6 separate regions of the Mus musculus genome follow, and regions 2, 3, 4, 5 and 6 are each linked to region 1. Evidence: chromatin contacts called from public Micro-C and promoter capture Hi-C data. All regions are on one chromosome and are shown on one strand. Each heading gives the region's core, a stretch centred on a gene start, on an enhancer-like site or on the middle of the called end of the contact. The rest is flanking DNA. Distances are from core to core; before and after follow the strand shown.

Evidence for each region. Promoter capture Hi-C pulls out the DNA fragments that hold promoters and counts their contacts. A called contact is a pair of places that touch in the nucleus more often than the background predicts.
Region 2: a Micro-C map of embryonic stem cells shows a contact between it and region 1, with 7 times the contacts expected there. The contact joins the promoter of Gli2 here to the promoter of C1ql2 in region 1. A contact is called at or near these places in 1 of 39 promoter capture datasets (neutrophils) and 3 of 484 Hi-C or Micro-C datasets (all in embryonic stem cells).
Region 3: a contact with region 1 is called in a promoter capture Hi-C map of liver, with 4 times the contacts expected there. The contact joins the promoter of Htr5b here to the promoter of C1ql2 in region 1. A contact is called at or near these places in 5 of 39 promoter capture datasets (hippocampal neurons, liver, pre-B cells and 1 more).
Region 4: a contact with region 1 is called in a promoter capture Hi-C map of hippocampal neurons, with 3 times the contacts expected there. The contact joins the enhancer-like site here to the promoter of C1ql2 in region 1.
Region 5: a contact with region 1 is called in a promoter capture Hi-C map of hippocampal neurons, with 4 times the contacts expected there. The contact joins the promoter of Ccdc93 here to the promoter of C1ql2 in region 1. A contact is called at or near these places in 1 of 39 promoter capture datasets (hippocampal neurons) and 1 of 115 datasets of contacts at active chromatin or transcription factors (astrocytes).
Region 6: a contact with region 1 is called in a promoter capture Hi-C map of hippocampal neurons, with 2.2 times the contacts expected there. The contact joins the promoter of 2210011K15Rik here to the promoter of C1ql2 in region 1.

Annotation. Positions count from the first base shown.
Region 1 is chr1:120,338,847-120,342,279 of GRCm38.p6, forward strand. C1ql2 (complement component 1, q subcomponent-like 2) reads left to right here and starts at 1,736. Exons shown (of 2, transcript NM_207233.1): 1 at 1,736-2,955. The coding sequence starts at 2,272.
Region 2 is chr1:119,051,986-119,055,418 of GRCm38.p6, forward strand. It overlaps Gli2 (GLI-Kruppel family member GLI2), which reads right to left and starts at 1,634. Exons shown (of 14, transcript NM_001081125.1): 1 at 1,317-1,634.
Region 3 is chr1:121,526,736-121,530,168 of GRCm38.p6, forward strand. Htr5b (5-hydroxytryptamine (serotonin) receptor 5B) reads right to left here and starts at 1,730. Exons shown (of 2, transcript NM_010483.3): 1 at 678-1,730. The coding sequence starts at 1,454.
Region 4 is chr1:121,508,839-121,512,271 of GRCm38.p6, forward strand. Htr5b (5-hydroxytryptamine (serotonin) receptor 5B) reads right to left here. Exons shown (of 2, transcript NM_010483.3): 2 at 920-1,885. The coding sequence ends at 1,550. Among named protein-coding and RNA genes, the nearest start is that of Htr5b, 18 kb to the right of the region's middle. Within about 2 kb of position 1,678, at least 13 of the 459 cell types and tissues checked have an H3K27ac peak or open chromatin away from gene starts, as enhancers often do. A contact at or near this core is called in hippocampal neurons, where this site is marked.
Region 5 is chr1:121,429,413-121,432,845 of GRCm38.p6, forward strand. It overlaps Ccdc93 (coiled-coil domain containing 93), which reads left to right and starts at 1,655. Exons shown (of 24, transcript NM_001025156.2): 1 at 1,655-1,845. The coding sequence starts at 1,804. Gm35243 (a long non-coding RNA gene) reads right to left here and starts at 1,656. Exons shown (of 2, transcript XR_387343.4): 1 at 1,535-1,656; 2 at 1-817.
Region 6 is chr1:121,358,393-121,361,825 of GRCm38.p6, forward strand. 2210011K15Rik (a long non-coding RNA gene) reads right to left here and starts at 1,679. Exons shown (of 3, transcript XR_003947976.1): 1 at 1,630-1,679; 2 at 1,420-1,525.

The DNA of each region.
Region 1 (3,433 bases), core at 486-2,985:
GGGACCAGCAAGTGGCCAGCGGTGGGAGCAGAAGCAACCACAGTGAAAAGTGAGACTCCACTGAGCATGGCATCTGATAAACAACCACTCTCTTTAGAGCACAAGCCCCGCCCCGGAAGGTGGCCCAGAAACCAGAGGTGTGGGGTCACTCACTTGTGTAGGTGATAGACAGCACCAGGACATCCAGCCTACCCAGACCAGGGGCTCTTCCCCTCTGAGGTAGGTGCCTTCCCAGCTCCCCGGGGGAGCAGGGGCCCAGTGTGTGTGGCTCTGTTTCCTCTTTAGTAGCAGTAGAAGGACATAGATGATTCTCCTTTAATTGTGCCCCAGCTGGAGGAGGGGTGCAAATGCATTTGGATGCAGGGAGAGGGAGCTGGGGTGTTCCTGGAGAGGAACTCACTCACCAGCCTGGAGCAGGGCTCCCTGTGCCTTCAGTGTGAATGGTGAAGGTAAGGGAGGAGAATTTACTAAAACACGTTGTTTTAAAATGCTATAATGACATCTAATATTTTGTATGATGTTTACGAAAGAAACTAAATTTAAAGAAGAAAATAAGTAACAACAGGAAGGGGGAAGAGATTGAGACCCTGAGGAGGAGGAGGAGGAGGAGAAGGAATCTGCCTTTAAGAAATTAGAGTTGAGGCAGGGGAGAGAGGGCTTGAGTTAAGAGTACTGGCTGCTCTTCCTAGAGGACCTAGATGCAATTCTCAGCACCCACATAGCAGCTCACAAATGTCTGAAACTCCAATTCTTGGGAATCTGACACGATCACACATGCAGGCAAAATACCAATGTACATGAATTAAAAAAAAAAAAAACAACCTTTAAAAGAAACAAGGGTTCAGTACCACTACTGACATCTTGTTTCCCCAGAGGCCTTACTTTAATTATTTATTGTTTCCACTTAGTTGCTCAATTAATTAATTTAGAGGTTTTTTTCTTCCTTTCTTTTTCTTTTTTCTTTCTCTCTTTTTTTTCTTCTTAAGACAGGGTTTCTCTGTGTAGCTCAGGCTATCCTGGAACTCACTCTGTAGACCAGGCTGGCCTTGTACTCAAAGATCTGCCTGCCTCTGCCTCCCCAGTGCTGGGATTAAAGACATGCACCATCACTGCCCTGCTTTCCTCTTTTTATTTTGAAAATTGTTCATCAACAGTTACTAAACGTGTTCGAATTCCAAGAGCTGACTAGACATATAAGACCATTCAGCCTTCTGAATAAGATGTAGGTGTGCCCCTCCTCTTACTCCTCTATTTGGAAGTTGGTTACTTTCTGTATGTAGTATGCGAATCCCCCTCTGCCACCCCGCTTTCTGTTTTAAAACAGAAAAGGCTGCAACATACAGTGTGTGCTTCTGTTCTTGAACTGGAAGCTTAGGCTGTCCTGGACTTGGGTTGAGACCTGGGCTCATCCAGATAGGAAATGGATTTGGTGACCCCGCCAGGACTTCGCAGGCACCACATCGTGGTCGTGTGTGGGTGCTGTATGCACCCACTGATTGCGCGCGTGGGTTCCAGAGCTTGGTGGTCTGCGAGAGGAGAGTGGGCAAGAGTGGGTGTGTCTGTGGAGCCCCAGCTAGGGGCTGCTGCCCGCTGCTCCCACTTGTGGCTCCTGGGCGCCGCCAGCAGGCACATCTCCGGAGGACGCCGCGGGATGGGAGCTGATGACAGGAGAGCGCCGTCTCCCGAGTGATGGCAGCGCACGCTGCTGCCTCGCCGCCTCCGCCGCTCAGTCCTGATCTTACGTTAGGGTAGCTGGGTACCCCCTCCGCCCGGGAACCAGCTAGTAGAGGGAGAACAGAGCAGAGCGTGCGGCAGAGCCGATCCCGCGTCCCGCCGAACCCTGCCAAGCCCCGCCAATCCCAGCAGAGCAGGAACCAGCGCAGCTGAGCCAACACCGGACGCCGCACTGAGACCCAGCATTCCCCAGCCGCCACTACCCGGTCCCCGCCGGGGTGCCGGGCTCGTCCTGTGAGCCCCTCGTCATGCGTGTCGGGCTCTTCGACTCTCCAGATCAGTTCCAGAGCGGTGGCCTCAGGAGCCCAGGTCCGGATACCTCTCGTTGAAATAGTTGGGTGGCTAAGAGAGGGGTCTCCACGTCGGGGACGCGGAGGGGACCTGCGGAGTTGGCGTCCGAACGCATAGAGCGGGGCCACCCGGCGCCGCTCCACCATTACCTCCCCAGGCGGCAAGGAGGAGCTGGTGGCGGTCGCCTCCCGGCTGTGGCAGCGGCGGCGGCGCGCCTGCTTGGCGGCCGTCGGCGTGCTCTTGGCCATGGCACTGGGGCTGCTGATCGCGGTGCCTCTGCTGCTGCAGGCGGCGCCCCCCGGAGCGGCTCACTACGAGATGCTGGGCACCTGCCGCATGATCTGTGACCCATACAGCGTCGCTCCCGCAGGGGGACCCGCGGGCGCCAAGGCTCCACCGCCGGGACCCAGTACCGCTGCCCTGGAAGTTATGCAGGACCTCAGCGCCAACCCCCCGCCTCCGTTTATCCAGGGACCAAAGGGTGATCCGGGGCGACCAGGCAAGCCAGGGCCTCGGGGTCCTCCTGGAGAGCCAGGGCCTCCTGGGCCCAGGGGTCCCCCGGGAGAGAAAGGAGACTCGGGGAGGCCAGGGCTACCCGGACTGCAGTTGACAACCAGCGCGGCCGGTGGCGTTGGAGTGGTGAGTGGCGGAACCGGGGGCGGTGGCGACACGGAGGGAGAAGTGACCAGTGCGCTGAGCGCCGCCTTCAGCGGTCCCAAGATCGCCTTCTACGTGGGACTCAAGAGCCCCCACGAAGGCTACGAGGTGCTCAAGTTCGACGACGTGGTCACCAATCTTGGCAATCACTACGACCCCACTACAGGCAAGTTCAGCTGCCAGGTGCGGGGCATCTACTTCTTCACGTACCACATTCTCATGCGTGGCGGCGACGGAACCAGCATGTGGGCGGATCTCTGCAAGAACGGGCAGGTCAGTGACTTTCTCCCACACACCCCTCCCTACCTTTCCCGGCCCAACAGAGTCCGCAGACCGTTCATTACAGGCGCCCGGAACCCCAGGGAACTATATACTGTTTCCTGCCACTCTCCAGCGCCCCAGCAAACTCTGGGGTCGGGTGGGCGCTGGACCACATGCATCGCCCAGCTTCCCTGCGTACTATGCTGTCCTTTGCATAAATGTACTGGGCGTTTGAGACTGGACCCCGGGTGCACAGTGACCCTGGCACCTAAATAGGTCTCCAGTCCCCAATCGATTGAGTCATGGCCTGAAGTGGCTGGGCTCCTAGAAAAACCCAGTTGTCTTTATCACTGTGATTGCACGTGGGCCATCCCTTTCCCTCCAGTTTATTCATCTTGGCCTTGACCCCCTAGGACCTTTACATACTGGGCAAGTAAACCCCCTTTCCTTGACTCTGCTACCAAGAGAACTTGGAGCCGAGGAGGGAGTG
Region 2 (3,433 bases), core at 384-2,883, 1.3 Mb before region 1:
CCCAGCTGGGGAACAGAGAGGTACAGAACCCATCCCTTCCCAGTCTCTGAAGGATGAGACTACCAAGAGAAGTCTCTCCTACCCCTGCTCCAACTGGGATCGGCTCTGGGAATCACAGGACAGTTACACACACAGACACACACACAAAGCCTGGAAGGAGAGGCGCCCTGGGGGATCCCCACAAACTCCTTGCGTCTCTGTAGCCAGGTCACTCGAGGTGAAGCGCAAGGGCTCCATCCTTAGTGTCCTCAAGCTCTAAAAGTCAGGTTTCCTAGGAAATGAGAGCAATTGCTGCCGGGCTGAAAAGGAGCCCAGTTGGGTGGACTTCCAGCTCCCGGCGCGGCGGGAGCCCTCTCGAACTCACTCAAGCACACGGTCCCTCCCCCCACCCCCAATCCCGGAGGAAAAAAAACGCTCCCCTCTCTCTAAACCCTTAATAGGATTGGCGCCCAACTCTGTCCGCGCCGCTCCTCATCCATCACACACAGATCAAGTTGCAGTAGTGGATTTTTCAAATTCCTCAGCAAATATACTTGTTGAGAGATTGCTTGGGGGGTGTTAAGTGGGGGCTAGGATGAAAGCGAGGAGTAGGGGGAACCGATCCCTCGGCGAAGGATTACGCGTGGATCCATTCTGGAAGTCAAGGGGATCTGGAGACCTAGGATAAGAGAGAAAGGTAAGGAAGCCAGAACCGAGGTCCAGAGACTGGCGGCGGAGGGAAGGGGCAACAGGGTTCAACGAGAGGGAAAGAAGGAAGAAAGAAAAGACTGGCTCCTGGACGCGGACTCGCAGCGCGGAGAAGTAGAGTTGCAAGTTTCCAAGTGGCCGGCGGCGGTTGCAGCACACCGCACAGTCCCACAGGCGCGCTCCCAGCTGCCCATCTAAGGGAGCTTCGGCGCACCCCAGCCCCCACGTCGCCCCCAAACAGTTCCAGGCTCCAAGCGGTACCACCGGTCAAAGACCGGCCTACCCGAGCAACCCAAGAACAAGAAGCACTTCCCCTCAAGTGGAGGGCTGTGGTAATAAAATCGACCCCGGCCACGAGTTCTGATCCCCAAGATCCTCCTTAAGCCCTGCCGCTGCTGGACCAGGGCACTAATCAGGGTTGCCTTCTTTAGCCGGCCCCCCTAAAATCAGTGTCACGATCTCGATTCCGGTAAACGGATGAGAGACACTCCAAGACCGCCACAGCATCTCAGCCGAAGCTGGCCAGGCTAGGAAGTGCTTCGCCACCAAGAGTAAGGGGAGGAAAAAAAAAAAAAGAAAGAAAGAAAGAAAAGAAAAAAGGAAGGGTGGGAAGGCCAATGCAACTTTACCGAGGAGACAAAAGTTTGCCTCTAGCATGCAGGTGGCCTCTCGGGCGCCGGGCAGTGGTTGCAGGGCCCCATCCCAACTTGGCTGGAGTGGGGCTGCCGAGTGCGGGGGCTCCGGCTGCCGGGGCGGGGCTGGCCAGGCAGAGGAGGGGACCAAGGCGGGCGGGGGACTCGGGCAGTCCCTAAGGACACCAGGCCAGCAGCTCCGGGCGGCTGCGATGCTACGCACGACCCGTGCTCCTTCCTCTGGCTCCTCCTCGCCTTCCTCCGCGTCCTCTGTAGCCGCCGCCGCCGCCTCCCGCTCCTCCTCGAAGTCTCATTGATGAGAGGAGTTTGAAAAAAAGTCCGCGGAGCCGTGCTGCCTCGGCTGGCGAACGCCGGCACTCATGCAATCCATCAGCGTCTCTGGGATGGCGCAGCGCCCCCGCGCGCTGAGCTTGGGCAAACCCTGATCGTCGCGTCCTTAGCTTGCCCGCCCCGCCGCGTGCACCCTGCCTCTGAGGCTGGGGGTGGGGGGACACCACCCTGGAGGGGGATTGCCAGCGGGCGAACACAGACTCTCCCCCACCTCAGCTCCAGCAAGGAAAGCACCCCTTCGGAAAGTTCCAGCGGGGGACCAGAGAACCCAGGAGTTAGGGAGTGGGGGTGGGGGGTGACGACCCAGACGCCACTCTGGAGGAGAAGAGCTGGGACTATCGCAGATTCTTCCAACCCAGTTCGGAGGAAATAAAGCACCCCTACCAGAAAGTTCCAGCTACAGGAGCACACGCCAGTCTCAAACACTTTTTCTAAGGCGCCGGGTTGGGGGGTTGCTAACTCAAGTCAGATGAGCTCCGGAGCTCGGGCGCTGCGACTGCTGGTTTCAATATCTGAACTCCCCCTTTCTTCCCAACCCCCTCAGCCCTCCGCTGGTTGTTCCCAAAACTCCCGGATCCTCTGTGCGCCGTAGCAGAAGGAAGACACGTGGGTTGGGAAGCAAGACTGGATTCACGCAGGCCCTCGTCGCCCGGGCAGCTAGTGCAGGTGCCCGGGGTCCCAGGCGCCCCTCGCCATGGCTCGCTCACGCCGCCATCTGAGAGCACGCCGGCGACAAGTGACGCCAACCTTAGGCTTGCTGCTTATGTTTTGCAGTGAGAGGGGTCTTTCTTTCTTTCTTTCTTTCTTTCTTTCTTTCTTTCTTTCTTTCTTTCTTTCTTTTTCTTTTTCTTTTTCTTTTTTTTCTCTTTTTTTTTTAATCCCGGAGACTCCATTGAAGCTGCTGCAGCCAGATGGAAGTAATCAGAGGGAGAAGGAAGAATTAGGCTCACCGAAGTTGCAGGCCAAAGTGTAGATGAGGCTGTTCATGAAAGCATTTGCTTAAGTAGCCCCGGCTTTCCATACAGTCCAGAACTGTCCACTCCAAGAAGCAAGCAGGCAGCAAATGGCCGTGCCCTCCCAAGCCATGGGACTCAGCTTCCTCTCCTGGGCTCTGCTCTTAGAAAGCTGCCCGCGGGACTTCTTTATATTTCTTCCTGAGGTCTAGTTCCTTTGTATTGCTTAGCCTGCCATAGGGTATCCTCCTTTTAAAGGTGGAGTGACTGATGCCTGAGGACGCTTAGAAACTTGCCCACAATAATCTAAGGTCGGTCCATTTAAATAGAGGTGTCCTGTTGAGAATGTTGGTCACATCTCTTTCGAGCCCCTCCTTCTCAAAGCAAGAGAACCAAGCCTCCAGACCAATTCCACCCTGCCTTAGAGAAAGCTCCTTCTCAGCCCATGTTACTCACTGATTGGATCACTGTTGGTGGACGGCACAGTTTACACCGTGGGCTCTCCCTTAGCTTTATTTGTTTCTGCAAGTCAGTATCTATTTTATGAAATAGCCCAAGGCATTCCAAATGCTATGGATACTCTCCTTCCGAGGTCCACTTCCAAGACCCTGAGTTTTACATTTAAAGTTTATATTCCACATATTGATTTTGTGGGACAGGGTGTGAGGTCACAGTCCTCTGGCAGCAGTCAGAGGACAGGGCAGAGGGGGCTGTTTCTCTCCTTCTGTCATGTGGGTGCTGAGGACCCCACCCAGGCTCGCAGCAAGCACCTTTGCTGGCCTAGTCTTTTACTGACCTTGACTTACTTTT
Region 3 (3,433 bases), core at 480-2,979, 1.2 Mb after region 1:
CTCCCTCCACCACCCCACCCCCGCCCCAATTCAAGGAGATTGGTAATGCATGCCTGTAATCCTCCACTTGAGGCCAGGGGATTAGAAGTCCACGGTGGGTTTTTTGTTTGTTTGTTTGTTTGTTTTGTTTTGTTTTGTTTTTCGAGACAGGGTTTCTCTGTATAGCCCTGGCTGTCCTGGAACTCACTCTGTAGACCAGGCTGGCCTCGAACTCAGAAATCCACTTGCTTCTGCCTCCTGAGTGCTGGGATTAGAAGTCCAAGGTTATACTTTTCCATAAAAAGTTGGAGTTCAATCTGGGCCTCATGAGACCCCGTCTCAAAACAACACACACACACACACACACACACTCACACACACACACACACACACACACACACGAGGTTTGGAGGCTCCAGAGCTAGTTCTCATGTACAAGTTTAGAAAATAATTTTCACAGGTGCATATCCCGCAGGTGGTTCTCTAGAAATACAAGCGCTAAGCCACCCCACGAGCTCAAGAGCAGATGGCCTTCTCCCGCGCTCCAGATGCGACATTTCCTCTCCTCTCTTACACACCAAAGTCCAAACTCCGTTCTACTCTTCCATTTTCTATTTTTATTTCTTTCCAGGACCCTTCCTCCGCACTACCCCCACCCCCACATCCACACCGAGAAATCCACAAAGAGTCCCTGTTACCTGCGTGGTGGCAGGAAGCGGTACCACCGCCCGCCGTCTGCGGCCGAATCGAAATTTGGCGGCTTTGTATATTTTCCAGTAGACGAAGAGCACCACCGCCAGAGGCAGGTAGAAGGCTCCGCAGGTGGAGAAGACAGCATAGGAGGGCTCCTGGCTCACCTGGCAACGCTGCAGCCGAGCATCATAGGCTTCGCCCCAGCCAAAAAGCAGCGGGGCGAGAGCAATGAGCGCGGACAGTGCCCAGGTGATCGCGATCATGAGCGCAGAAGCACGGCTCCGGGTGCGCAGCGTGTACTGCAGGTGGCGCGTGATAGTCCAGTAGCGATCCAGGGCGATGGCCGCCACGTTCCAGATGCTGGCGGTGCAGCACAACACGTCGAAGGAGATCCACACGTGGCACAGACTCCTGCCTAGCTGCCAACGTCGCCCAACGGACAACTCGCTCACCAGGCTCAGAGGCATCACCAGAGCCGCCACCAGGACATCCGAGACGGCTGTCGAGGCCACCAAGTTATGTGGCACGCGGTGGAAGGCGCGGACACGCAGGATAGTCACCAGAACTAGCAGATTCCATAAGAAAGTGGCAACGATCAGCAACACCAGTAGAGTCACCACAAGCACGGTGAAAGCAGAGAAGGGCGGCTCGCGGCCAGGCAAGATGAGCCCACCTGGGGTGGATCCCATGCTCCTGCCGGAACTTGGGCTGTCACTGCAGCTCTCGGGTCCCGGAGGAAAGGCAAGGCCGGGAGTGGCGCCTGAGAGGTTAGAAACTTCCATTATTCAGGGACTTGGGCTCTGGGGCAGGAGATGTGCCCGTGGTTGCATGAACTGTGGATAGGTGGCGAAGCAAGAGAAGCAAGAGAGGCACTCCGCGCGCCCAGCAACGCAAAAAGATGTCCAAACCGCGCCACCCTTGTCCCTTTTCCAAACTGCAGCCTCCTTTTGGCGCTTCTTTTGGCCTTTTTCGTGGACCCTCTTTTCCAGATGAGACTCCTTAGTCCAGCTTTGCCCAGCGCATCAAACCGACTGCAGAGGATTGGGGACTGGTGCCTGGGCTCAATAGAGACCTTCCCTGAATGGTTGCTGGAACCAAAGGGCTCCTCGTGTGGGCTGAAATGGGCGGAGGAGTTTTGGAGCCTCCACCAATAGGAGCTGTAGCTGTAGCGCAGTACTAGCGGTCTCCCACCTCCGAGGGGCGGAGAGAAAGCTAGCAGCGGTCGCCTCAGGGAAAAGTTGTTAACATCCTGTTGGAATTCCATAGCTACCACCTCCGCAGATCCCTCAAGTGGACTTGTTGGTTCTGTTAGACACTGAGACATTGTTGGGCTACCAGCCAAAGGCATTGTGGTTTCCTGGAGCCCTGATTCTACCTGTATCCAGAGTAAGAGTCCCAAATATTGGAGTGCATGAAACAGAAAGTTCTGCTCCCCAGCTGTTAGGTGCTAGGTGCTCAGTGCTCTGTGCTCCATCCCAGCTGCTTGGTGCCCAACTCATAGGGAGGGTTTCTTGGACCTTGCAGTTTATCCCTTAGTTTTATGCTAACAACTCCAGGCTGAAGCTGTTGGACAGAGATCTAGAAGAGGGACAGTTTCCAACCTGCTTGCCATGTCTAACTTCAGGTGCTCCACCTCCTTTTGGTTTCTAATAGTCTACTATCCTCTTCCAGTTTAAACCTGAGGTTTTATTGTTGCAACTTTGTTTCTTGTGGTGCTGGGGATGAAGGCAGGGGTCTTGTCCAGGATAGGCAGGCACCCCACCCCGCAGCTACTCTCATTTACCCTTGGGTAAAGGAAAACGGCACTTACGTGAAATTCTCTTCACCCTCCTCCAACATCCCCATTCCATTTTCAATCTCATTCTTTAAATTACTTTTACGTGTGTGTGTGCGTGTGCGTGTGCGTGTGCGTGTGTGTGTGTGTGTGTGAGAGAGAGAGAGAGAGAGAGAGAGAGAGAGAGATCATGAGGAGGTCAGAGAAAAACTAAAGGAAGTCAGTTGTTCCTGTCCACCGTGTGGATTCCAGGGATGGAACTCAGAGCTAGGGAATTCAGATCTTCAGGCTTGGTGCCAACTGTTTTGACCCAGTGAACCATCTTGCAGGCCCCAGTCTCATACTTTAAAAAAGCATATCAAGTTGGATGTGGTAGCATACACCTTTCTTTAATCCCAGCACTCAGGAAGCAGAGGCAGTTTTGAAGCCAGCCTGACCTACACAGTCAGCTCCAAGACAGCTGGGACCACAGAAAAACCCTGCCTCAGAAGCAAGCAAACAAACAAACAAACAAATAATAAAAAGTATATCAAAGTATATTGTATGAAAAAGTCTTAAGTAAAAATAATTGGCTATTTTAAGAGCATAATGTGATTACTCTAAAGCTGTGGCTGTTGGTGGGAGTCAAACAGAAACTTGAGATAGCATCCTTAAGGTTGGAACAAAGGTCAGACGGTTGAGGGTTCACCTAGCATATCAGTCTCGTATGCTGGTGTGTATATGGTTGCAATCCCAGCAGTTGGCTGGGGGTGGGGGTGGAGGTAGTTGGATCAGAAATTCAAAGCTGTCTTCTAATGTACATAGCTATTCATAGTAATATGCATAGCTATACCTCTAATAGACATAACTATACCTAGTAAGTAAGGTCAAAGCCAGATGAGCAAGACTTTTTCTGGTTTTCTTTCTGTTGCTGTGATAAATACCCTAACAAAAGCAACCTTAAGTGGGAAAGGATTTATCCGTGGCCCATCATTGCTAAGCAGTGAT
Region 4 (3,433 bases), core at 428-2,927, 1.2 Mb after region 1:
ACCTGGGAGGGCCTGGCCAACTATGGGTAGCACCATCCCTAGGCCAGTGTCTCTGGTCTGTATATAAAGCTAGCTGAACATAAGCCAAAGAGGAACCAGTAAGCTATGTTCCTCTGTGGTTTCTGCCCTGACTTCCCTCAGAAAAGCACGTTACCAAGTATAAGCTGAATTACCAAGTGAAAGCCGAACTCTGCTTCCTCCAACTGCAGTGCATTCATTATTTTTCTTGAGGCTGTGATTAAACATCTGACAAAAGCAACTTTGGGAAGGAAGGGTTGATTTTGTCTCACAGCTCCAAGGATTACAGTCTATTATGGTGGGAAGGCACCATAGGAAAGCAGTAGGAACTTTAGAAGTGTCTGATCATACTGAACCCACTGCCAGGAAGCATAGAAAGAGGGACCCTAGCCCATGGGATGACGCCATCCATACTCAGTATGGGTTTCCCCACCTCAGTTAAACTAATCTAGAAACTCCCTCAGTTAAATTCCTCTTTCCATGGTGATTCTGAATCCTGTCAAGCTGACAATCTACATTAACCCCAGAGAGGAATTACAACTACTGCTAAACTAAGTCGGGCAGTGTTGGCGCATGCCTTTAATCCCAGCACTGGGGAGGCAGAGGCAGATGAATCTGTGTGTGTTAGAGGCCAGCCTGGTCTACATGATAAGTCCCAGCCCAGCCAGGGCTACAGAGGAGACCCTATCTGCAAAAAAATAACAACAAAAACAAAACAGAAAAAACATGAAGATGTTTCAACACTAAACCACCAAACCTCTTTGAGAGTCTGATCCAGTCAGTATGAATTACTGAACACTTTTTCTATTTTCAAATATGTCTTGTTTATTATTTTGTGTGCACATGGGGGTGAGGACTGTTGGCACATATCTGGAGGTTAGAGACAACTTGCAACAGTTAGTTTTTTTTTTTTTTTTTCCTTTCCTTCCATTACGTGTGTCTCCATCAAAAGCAGGCCACCAGGCTCAGGGGCAGGTGCCTTCACCTACTGAGCCATCTTGAAGACACCTGCGTGGAACACGTTTTATCAAAGCTTCAGGTGAGGCCCGCTTCTAAGCTGAGAATCATTGTCCTGTGGAGGTTGTATAGGAGGCTAAGAAAGGGAAACTCCTCTGATGGATAAGGGATAGAGGAAAGGCTGTGTCAAGGAGACAGACTCAGGAAACTCCTGAGAGAGGACACAGTACTAAATAATGGAAAAGCAAATCAACTTTGTCACATGTGAGGTCTAACAAATGCTCACCAATACCTAAAATCTATCCTGAAAGTGTTTGGCAGGGTTTCTGCCTAGTGCAGAAATGGAGCACAATTCACTAATAATGTCTGTCACGTCCTTCTGTAGAAGGCATGGGTGTGTTTGCCAAACAGTTGCCAACCTCCATGAGAACTCTTCAACGTTCCAGGCCCAATGGTATGACTTTTGGAGTGTCATCATCGGGCCGTGGGTGGTGGGGAGAAGGTCTCGGGTGAAATGAGGATCACAGGTCCCCTTTCTCTTCCCAGGTCTTCCCTTTTCTCTCCCCAGCCCTTCTTATCTCTGCTTAGTAAAGAGGCTCTTGAAGGCATTGTTGTAATTCTTATTAAAGGCAGTGTAAATCAAGGGGTTGAAGAACGAATTGGAATATCCAAGCCACAGGAATATGCTTTTCCAGATGGGTGGCAGGCTGCAGGCACAGAGCGGGCTGATGAGCTCCGTCAGGAAGAAGGGGATCCAACAAAGCACAAACACGCCAATCAAGATCCCGACCATCATGGCTGCCCGCTTCTCCTTCTGCTCCCGCCACGAGTCTCCGCTTGTCTGGAAGGTTACTGTTGCTCGGCGACGGGCTGTGAACACCATCTCAGACTCTGGAGGTGCTTCCTTTGCCTTGAAACAAAGGAGATACAGAATTAAAGTCACAGAACAGGGCAATAAGCTGAACTGGAAAAAAAAAAGCGATTCTCAGTTCTATCAGAGAATTGAGGCCACAAGGCTCAGGTGCTGTTTAAAAGATAGAACACCGTGAATCCAGAGACTCACGGCTGAGGGGAACAGGCAGCCACAAGCAGGAACCAGTGCACCAGGGCAGAAAATTGTAAATATGACTGGCAAGGCGCCAGAAGCTCGGTGTGGCCATATCTAGATGCCAAAATCTCTGGATGTGGCGATGCATTTAATAATGTGTTTGCTAGGCAAGATGAGGACCAGAGTTGAATCCCCCGAACCCATCTGAAAATCTCAGGCATGGTGACATATGCTTGTAATGGGGAGTGCTGGGGAGGTGGACACAAGAGGATCTCTCTGGTTCATTATCCATCCAGTCTAGCCAAACTGGTGAGTTCCAGGGTCAATGAGGGACCCTGTTTAAAACAAAACAAAACAAAACAAAACAAAACAAAACAAGGTGAAGAGAGCTGGAAGGTGGCTCAGCAGTTCAGATGATGGCTCAGCAGTACAATCCTAAAGATTGTAGTTTAGATCCCAGCATCCTTCGTGTGCCTGCAACATCGGATCTGAGGGGGTGGAGACAAAAGGATTGCTGAGCCTGCTGGCTTCCAGCCCAGCTGAGAAAATGAGGCCCAGGTTCAGGGAGAGACCCTGTCTTAAAGGAACAGATGTAATAGAGGATGCCTTCATCTACACACAGGCATGGCTACATATTCTCTCACACAGACATATACACATCTATTATTTTAAGAAACAAGGTGGAAAGGGACTATGGAAGATACATAACCTCAACTTTGGCCTCCACGTATACATGGGCACACACACAAACAAACCAGACCACCACAGGAGGAAGGAAGGAAAGGACTTGGGGAGTGAAATACACACTTCTATATGTTTGCACTGTCAGGAGTTCTGCCCTGTGCTGGAAGCCACCAGCATGATGGGGTCAGTTTGTGCTTCCTGCAGTGAACGGAAGATCTGTTTTGAAACCCATCAGATCATTTTATTGTTCCGGACAAAGCTTAGCATCAGGAGAAATCTAACCTACCTTGGAGAAGATAAACATTAAACTCAAATACCTTTTAACTTCACAGTCCCACATGAGGAGAGGTGAGACCCATAGTAAGCGTGAGTGAAGTTCACAGTCCAAGACACTGACACCAAATAAGTTTGATGTGGAATCTGGAGCTTGAACTCAGATGGTCAACCTTGCATGGTGTCCCAGTTTGCTTTTCTGTTGCTGTGATCAAACATTCTCACAAAAAGCAACTTTAGGAGGAAAGGGTTTATTTAGCTTACACTTCCATGTTAACTGCCAATCCCTAAGTCAGGGCAGGAACAAAACAGGAACTGAAGAGAACCCATGGAGGAAGGAGGCTTATCTAGGGAGGGTGTGGCCCACAGTGGTCTAGGACCTCCAACATCCATCACCAATCAAGACAGTTTCTCACAGGGATGACCACAGATCAGTGATACTGAGGCATTTGT
Region 5 (3,433 bases), core at 405-2,904, 1.1 Mb after region 1:
AGAGTTACCCTAGAGGCCGGGCGTGGTGGCACACGCCTTTAATCCCAAAGCTTGGAGGCAGAGGCAGGCAGATTTCTGAGTTCAAGGCCAGCCTGGTCTACAGAGTGAGTTCTGGGACAGCCAGGGCTATACAGAGACCCACCCCCCAAAAAAAAAAGAGTTGCCCTAGTCATGGTCCCAAGAATTGCTATCATAGAAGCTGGAGAGATGGCTTGGTAGTTAAGAGCTCTTACTGCTCTTACAGAGGACCTAGGTTTGATTCCCAGTGGCTATGAGATAGCTCATAATTTTCTGTAATTCAGGTACCAGGGGAACCTCATACCCTCGAATTTCTTTGAGCCAGAGGCATGCACATGGTATGTAGGCATACATACAGGCACAACAGTCATACACCTAAAATAAAATAATAAATCTAAGAAAAAACAATCAAAAGTTATCAGAGATATTAAGAGGAAGAAAGGAAGCAAACACAAAACCTCTTTAATGGCAAGAAGCATATGTTTTTCCAGTTTTCCACCCGTCCTTCAGTAAAGATCTCTCCTACAGCAGAAGACTTCATGTCACTTCTGCCTCCATCTCTTACAAAATGAAAATAGGCTGGTAAGCTGTTCTGCAGCAGGTGCTGGGCTGGCAGGAAAAAGACAACCCTTTTGTATAGCTGCCATCCTCTGGGACAGACAAGGGGCACATTGCATAAGTGGTACAGCAGCTAATCGTATGTGATCACCGGACTCTGCATTTTACAAAACATGTCCCCAGAAAGATGCAGGGTGTCAGGATGAGATGGGTGAGGATTATTTTCCAAAACAAAATTTTCCTGGAAATAAAATGCAGAGACTAGGAAGGAACAAATGTAATGATCTCTTTTTGAGTTCTCTGTCCCCAGGTCCACATGTTAATAGCTGGCACAAGAGTGTGTTAAACATGGCTGGAACTGGGTCTTAGCTGGGACTGACTCAGGAGCTGGGAGCTGTCCAAGCCAGGCTTGGAAAGAACCAAACTCAGAATCTGATACCCAGGGAAAGGAAAGGGAGCCAGAAGGCAAGAGATCCTCACGACACAGGGAAATAGCTTTTAAGAAGCTCCGTGAAGGCCAAGAAACTAGAAAGTGGGAATAGTTAAAAGAACTCTGGTGATATAACAGTTGAAGGGAGAAATACTAGAGGTAGAAGGATTTAAGAAGGGAAGGGACCGGCAAGGAGATGGTAGAGAAAAGAGGGTGGGTGTTCAAGTAAAACTAAGGATATATGAAAATGCCATAAGGAAACGTGCTACTTTGTAAACGAAAAAAAAAAAAAAAAAAAAAAAAAGGAACTGATCATGGTGGCGCATTCCTATAAACTATAGGGGAACAAAGTCATCCTTAGGAAGTGCTAAGCCAGGCTGGCTAAGACACTGTCTCAAGGAACAAAAAAAAAAGAAAAAAAGAGGAACAATAAGAAAGCATTTTAAGAAAACTTAGGAAAGAAAGGAAAAAGTAGGAAAAGAAAAAAGAAAAAGAAAGAGAAACATTTTTAAAAGAAAGAAAAAGTACCTTAGGAGGAATCTTGAGTTCAGCACCTCCTCTGAGGGGAGGATCGGTTACTCGGGATCCAGCCCCGCCCAGCAGTGCTGGCTGTCCTTGCGCAGGCGCAGTGGTTCCTCGCTTCAGCACTAGTGCGCATGCTCCGCGGGGCCACGGTTCTCCGACCTGCTGTGGTAGTGTCAGCTCCTGTGAAGGAAGTTTCCGCTTTGCACCCCACCCGGATCACAGTTCGGTTGTAGGGCCCGCTCTCTCCGGCTCCACATCAGCGCATCTGGATCATGGGGTTACCCAAGGGGCCAGAGGGCCAGGGACTCCCGGAGGTGAGGACCTCTGTCCCTGACACCCTGGGGTTGCTGGGGAGAGAGGGCCGAGCCCAGGGCGGCGGGCAGGGACCAGCCTGGGGTGGCGGGGACACTGTCTATGGTTGCTCAGGTGTGTCTGTCCCAAGGCGGGCCCTAGGTACCCTGGAGGGGCAGCTGACTGGTCCCCCGGCGTGCCAGGGTGCATCGTGTCGCTGGGTGCAAACTTAAGGGTTCCTGGGTCCTCTGGGGACAGAGGAAACATCCAGATCCCGGCCCAGATGCAACCTCACACATCACGAGGTCCCCGGGAATTCCTATCTCGGGTTGTCTGGAGGCCCCTCACATTGCGAGACTGGCTTCCCCCGGGCCAAGGCTGCTGCGCTTAGGAGTCTCAGCAGTCACGAGATGAGCGGTGGGACTGTCCTGCTCCCGGTGTGCAGGGGGCGGTGACCTTGGGACACACACCTTCTGCGGGACCCATGTGGCCAGCCTTTCATTCCCTTTTGTCAGGAAGGCACGCTACCTACCCGGCTTGTAGCCTCCTGCCCCTCCCCCCGTCCCACGGGCCGGGGAGGGTGAAGGAAGTTTGGAAGCTCTGCGCACATCAGGGTGATGACAGAGTTGAGGACACTCTCTCCTGTGGTGCCTGTGTCGGGACAGGAACATGCTGCGTGTTCTAAGGAGGGAGGACCTTTTCAGAAATGGTTTAGTCGAGTACTCAGCCAGTACTCATTCGATCCTATGAACAGGACTACCACGTAGGCTGGGAAGAAAAGTGCAACCACTCTCTAACGGTGGGCTACCGTTAGAGCTTGGCTGTGGGATTTCCAGTTGTCCTCCTAGTTGCTTTACTCAAAGCTCTGAGCTTAGAGAAGAGTCCCAGTTTCCAGAGAGAATTAGGGAACACCTCTAAGGCACCTGGATCTCTTTCTAAGGCTGGAAGGCAGGCTTTGGCAGAGGTGTGGTGTGCCTATTTGACACTGTGCCTAGTGCCCGTTCTTATTCAGCTGCGCCGATCTTGCTTCCCCGTGCCCCTCACAAATCCTTCTGTTACATCTTCATCCTACTCATTACAGAGTCGAAGTGTTCTGTGTCCAGGTGATGAAGGGTGGGTATGTGTGGCCCTGGGTTAGGTAAAGTTTCATGGGGTCTGGGTTGTAATAGTTCAGATTTTCTTTGCCATGTAAAAATCTCTGTCTGTCTGTCTCTCTCTCTCTGTCTGTCTCTCTCTGTATGATGAAGTGCATATGTGAGCATGTGTGGAGGTCAGAATAGAGCCTCCCATGTCACCCTCATGAATGCTGAAAACCTCCTTTGAGACAAGTACTCATTGGCCTGGCACTTCCCAATAGGCTAGATTGGTTGGCCAGTGAGACCCAGGGATCTTTCTGTCCCTGGGATTACAAGTGCACAGTACCATGGCTGGTGTGTTTATATGGGTCCTGGAGATTGAACTCTGATCCTCATGTCGTGAGGCAAGCGCTGGGCTATTGTTGCAGCTTTAAGGCTTTTCTTGGCCGTCTGCTATGGAGTCCTGTGTAGGGCTTCCAGTTCTACCCTAGTTCCTTCAAACTAGTGGAAGTTTTTCTAAAAGTAATAAACACAC
Region 6 (3,433 bases), core at 429-2,928, 1.0 Mb after region 1:
TCCTGCCCCTCCTGCCCCTCCCGCCCCTGCTGCCCCTCCTGCCCCTCCCGCCCTTGCTGTCCCTCCTGCCCCTGTTGCACCTCCTGCCCCTGCTGCCCCTCCTGCCCCTGCTTCCCCTCCTGCCCCTCCCGCCCTTGCTTTCCCTCCCGCCCCTGCTGCCCCTCCTGCTGCCCCTCCTGCTGCCCCTTCCGCCCCTGCTGTCCCTCCTTCCCCTCCTGCCCCTCCCGCCTTTGCTGCCCTTGCTGCCCCTCCTGCCCCTGCTGCCCCAGCTGCCCCTCCTGTCCCTCCTGCCCCTGCTGCCCCTCCTGCCCCTCCCGCCCTTGCTGCCCTTGCTGCCCCTCCTGCCCCTCCTGCCCCTGCTGCCCCTCCCGCAACTGCTGCCCCTGCTGCCCCTCCTGCCCCTCCCGCCCTTGCTGCCCTTGCTGTCCCTCCCGTCCCTCCCGCACCTGCTGCCCCTCCTGCCCCTCCTGCCCCTCCTGCCCCTGCTGCCCCTCCCGCCCTTGTTGCCCCTCCTGCCCCTGCTGCCCCCCTGCTGCCCCTCCCGCCCCTGCTGTCCCTCCTGCCCCTCCTGCCCCTCCCGCCCTTGCTGCCCTTGCTGCCCCTCCTGCCCCTGCTGCCCCAGCTGCCCCTCCTGTCCCTCCTGCCCCTGCTGCCCCTCCTGTCCCTCCTGCCCCAGCTGCCCCTCCTGTCCCTCCTGCCCCTGCTGCCCCTCCTGCCCCTCCCGCCCTTGCTGCCCTTGCTGCCCCTCCTGCCCCTCCTGCCCCTGCTGCCCCTCCCGCAACTGCTGCCCCTGCTGCCCCTCCTGCCCCTCCCGCCCTTGCTGCCCTTGCTGTCCCTCCCGTCCCTCCCGCACCTGCTGCCCCTCCTGCCCCTCCTGCCCCTCCTGCCCCTGCTGCCCCTCCCGCCCTTGTTGCCCCTCCTGCTGCCCCTGTTGCCCCTGATGCCCCTGATGCCCCTCCCACCCCTGCTGCCCCTTCTGCCCCTCCTGCCCTTGCTGCCCCTCCAGCCCCTGATGCCCCTCCTGCCCCTCCTGCACCTCCTGATCCTCCTGCCCTTGCTGCCCCTCCTGCCCCTGCTGCCACTCCTGCTACTCCTGCCCCTCCCGCCCTTGCTGCCCCTCCATCTTCCCCTCCTGCCCCTGCTGCCCCTGCTGCCCCTGCCACCCCTTCTGCTGCCACTGCTCCTCGGAGTTGCTTCTGGTTGGGTGTGGCTGCAGAGGCGAGCAGAATGACCAGCACAAGTCTCAGCCTTCAATCGTTCGCGTTAGATCGTGCTGATGAAAATATCACGTCTAAGGCTCGTCTTCTTACGTCTGAAGAACAGTTAACATTTACTGATTTCATTGTAGGGGAATGCAGAGGTTCCATACTGTGTGTGACCGTCCAACGACATTATGTCAGAGTCAGTGCTCTCACTTACCATCTAGGTCCCAAGGATCAAGCTCGGTCCACCGGCCCGGCAGCCAGCACCTCTACTGGATGAGCAGTCTCCTCAGCCCTTCAGCTTCTGGCATTGGAGCCACACCCTAGAGGAAAGCAAACCCAGAGCTCGGGAGTTAGGCCCTTGCATTTCTTTTATCTCAGATGTGAATTTACAGACTTAGAAATCAGATGCGAGGAAGCTACCAACACTCATCGTCTTTGGACTCTGCCAGGCATTGTCATGGTTCGGCCTCCATGATACAGGAGTGTTGGGAGTTCTGCAAAACCAGCTGGGGTGAACTTTCTTTATCTCGGAAACCATATAAGCAAGCTGGTCTAGTAAGTGCAACAGGGCAAGGCATGGCGCCATAGCAGGAAAGGGCTCTGCAGTCTTTTTTTTTTTTTTTTTTTTTGTCACTGCAATAAAATTCCATGATCAGAGTAACTTTATAGGAGTAAAAAAGTGCGTATTTTGGCTTACAGTCCCATTGGGAGAGTCCATAATGGAGGTAGAGGCAGTAAATAGCCAGAGAATGAAGCTGAGGGAGTGTGTATCCATCCACATGCAAGACCCAGGCAGAGAAAACCATCAGGAAGGCTTGGCTTATAAACTTCCACCTTAAGACTCAGACTCACACACATGCACACACACACACTCATACACACACACACACACTCACTCTCACACACACTCACACACACACACATGCACACACTCACACACTCACACACACACACAGTCATACGCACACACTATTGACTTGTGTGCAAAGCTGTCTGTACTCTTAGTGATGTTCTTAATGCTAAGAATCTCCGTGAGGGACATTCACCCCTGGCAGGGGAATAACAGACCACAGACACAATTTCGTATCAGCCCAGCCTGATGAGCCAATGAGCTCACTCCTGGTGAATCCGTGAGTCAGAGGCTGCTGACAGGAGCAGGAGGGATGACGCATGGCAATAGCATCTCTGGAGTTCCTCTCCCCATCTCCCTTTTACTTCCTATATACTCTATTGCTTCTCCCAGACCAGGTGACAGGTGAGGGTGGTGGGTAGGATCTTGGATGAAAGTCTAGGAACCCTCTCTCCTCCACCTATGAACCATGAGTGAATGTTGCTAGTCTCAGCACATGACTATGCTCTAGCTATCTGCATGTTTATTGTCTTTCTTATTCCCCTGTCTAGACTGGAAGCAGAGCAAGGTCCCCTGTAGTTCCTATAGCAATCTTGTCTCTATGAGGACTATAACCATGTGATGCTCAAAAGAAATAACTACATCATAATAATCTCCAAAGCTTTCTTTTTCATACTATAAAACATAAAGCTGTAGTATGAATTTTATGCCAAATGTAGTGTAAATATCCCTTGGGGATAGAACACAAAGTCCAAAAACAACAAGTAGGGAAAAGATCCCATCTAAATCGCCAGCAGGAACATGCCTACGGCTGCTCTGTTGAGAACACCAGCAGATTTGCCTCAGATTAAAAGCACAATTGCACTCAGTCATCACCAGAGAAGCTTTCTTCTGCAGCAGATGGGAACAAACATAACAATGTCAATATAACAAATATAAGGAATATAACAAATATAACAAATGGGAACATTGTCACAGCCAGACAATGTGCAGAGAGGAAGAGACCTTTGAATGCTCAGCCCTAAATGGGATGTCTCCATCAAATCCCTCCCCTCAGTATTCAGGGAGCCCCTCAGAAGAGGTGGTAGAAAGTCTGTAACAGCCACAGGGGATGGAGAATTAGAGGAACCAAAGTAAAAGCTGGGCGTGGTGGGACACACCTTTAATCCCAGCACTCGGGAGGCAGAGGAGGCAGATTTCTGAGTTTGAGGCCAGTCTGGTCTACAGAATGAGTTCCAGGACAGCCAGGGCTATGCAGAGAAACCCTGTCTCGAAAAACCAAAAGAAGAAGAAGAAGAAGAAGAAGAAGAAGAAGAAGAAGAAGAAGAGGAGGAGGAGGAGGAGGAGGAGGAGGAGGAGGAGGAGGAGGAGGAGGAGG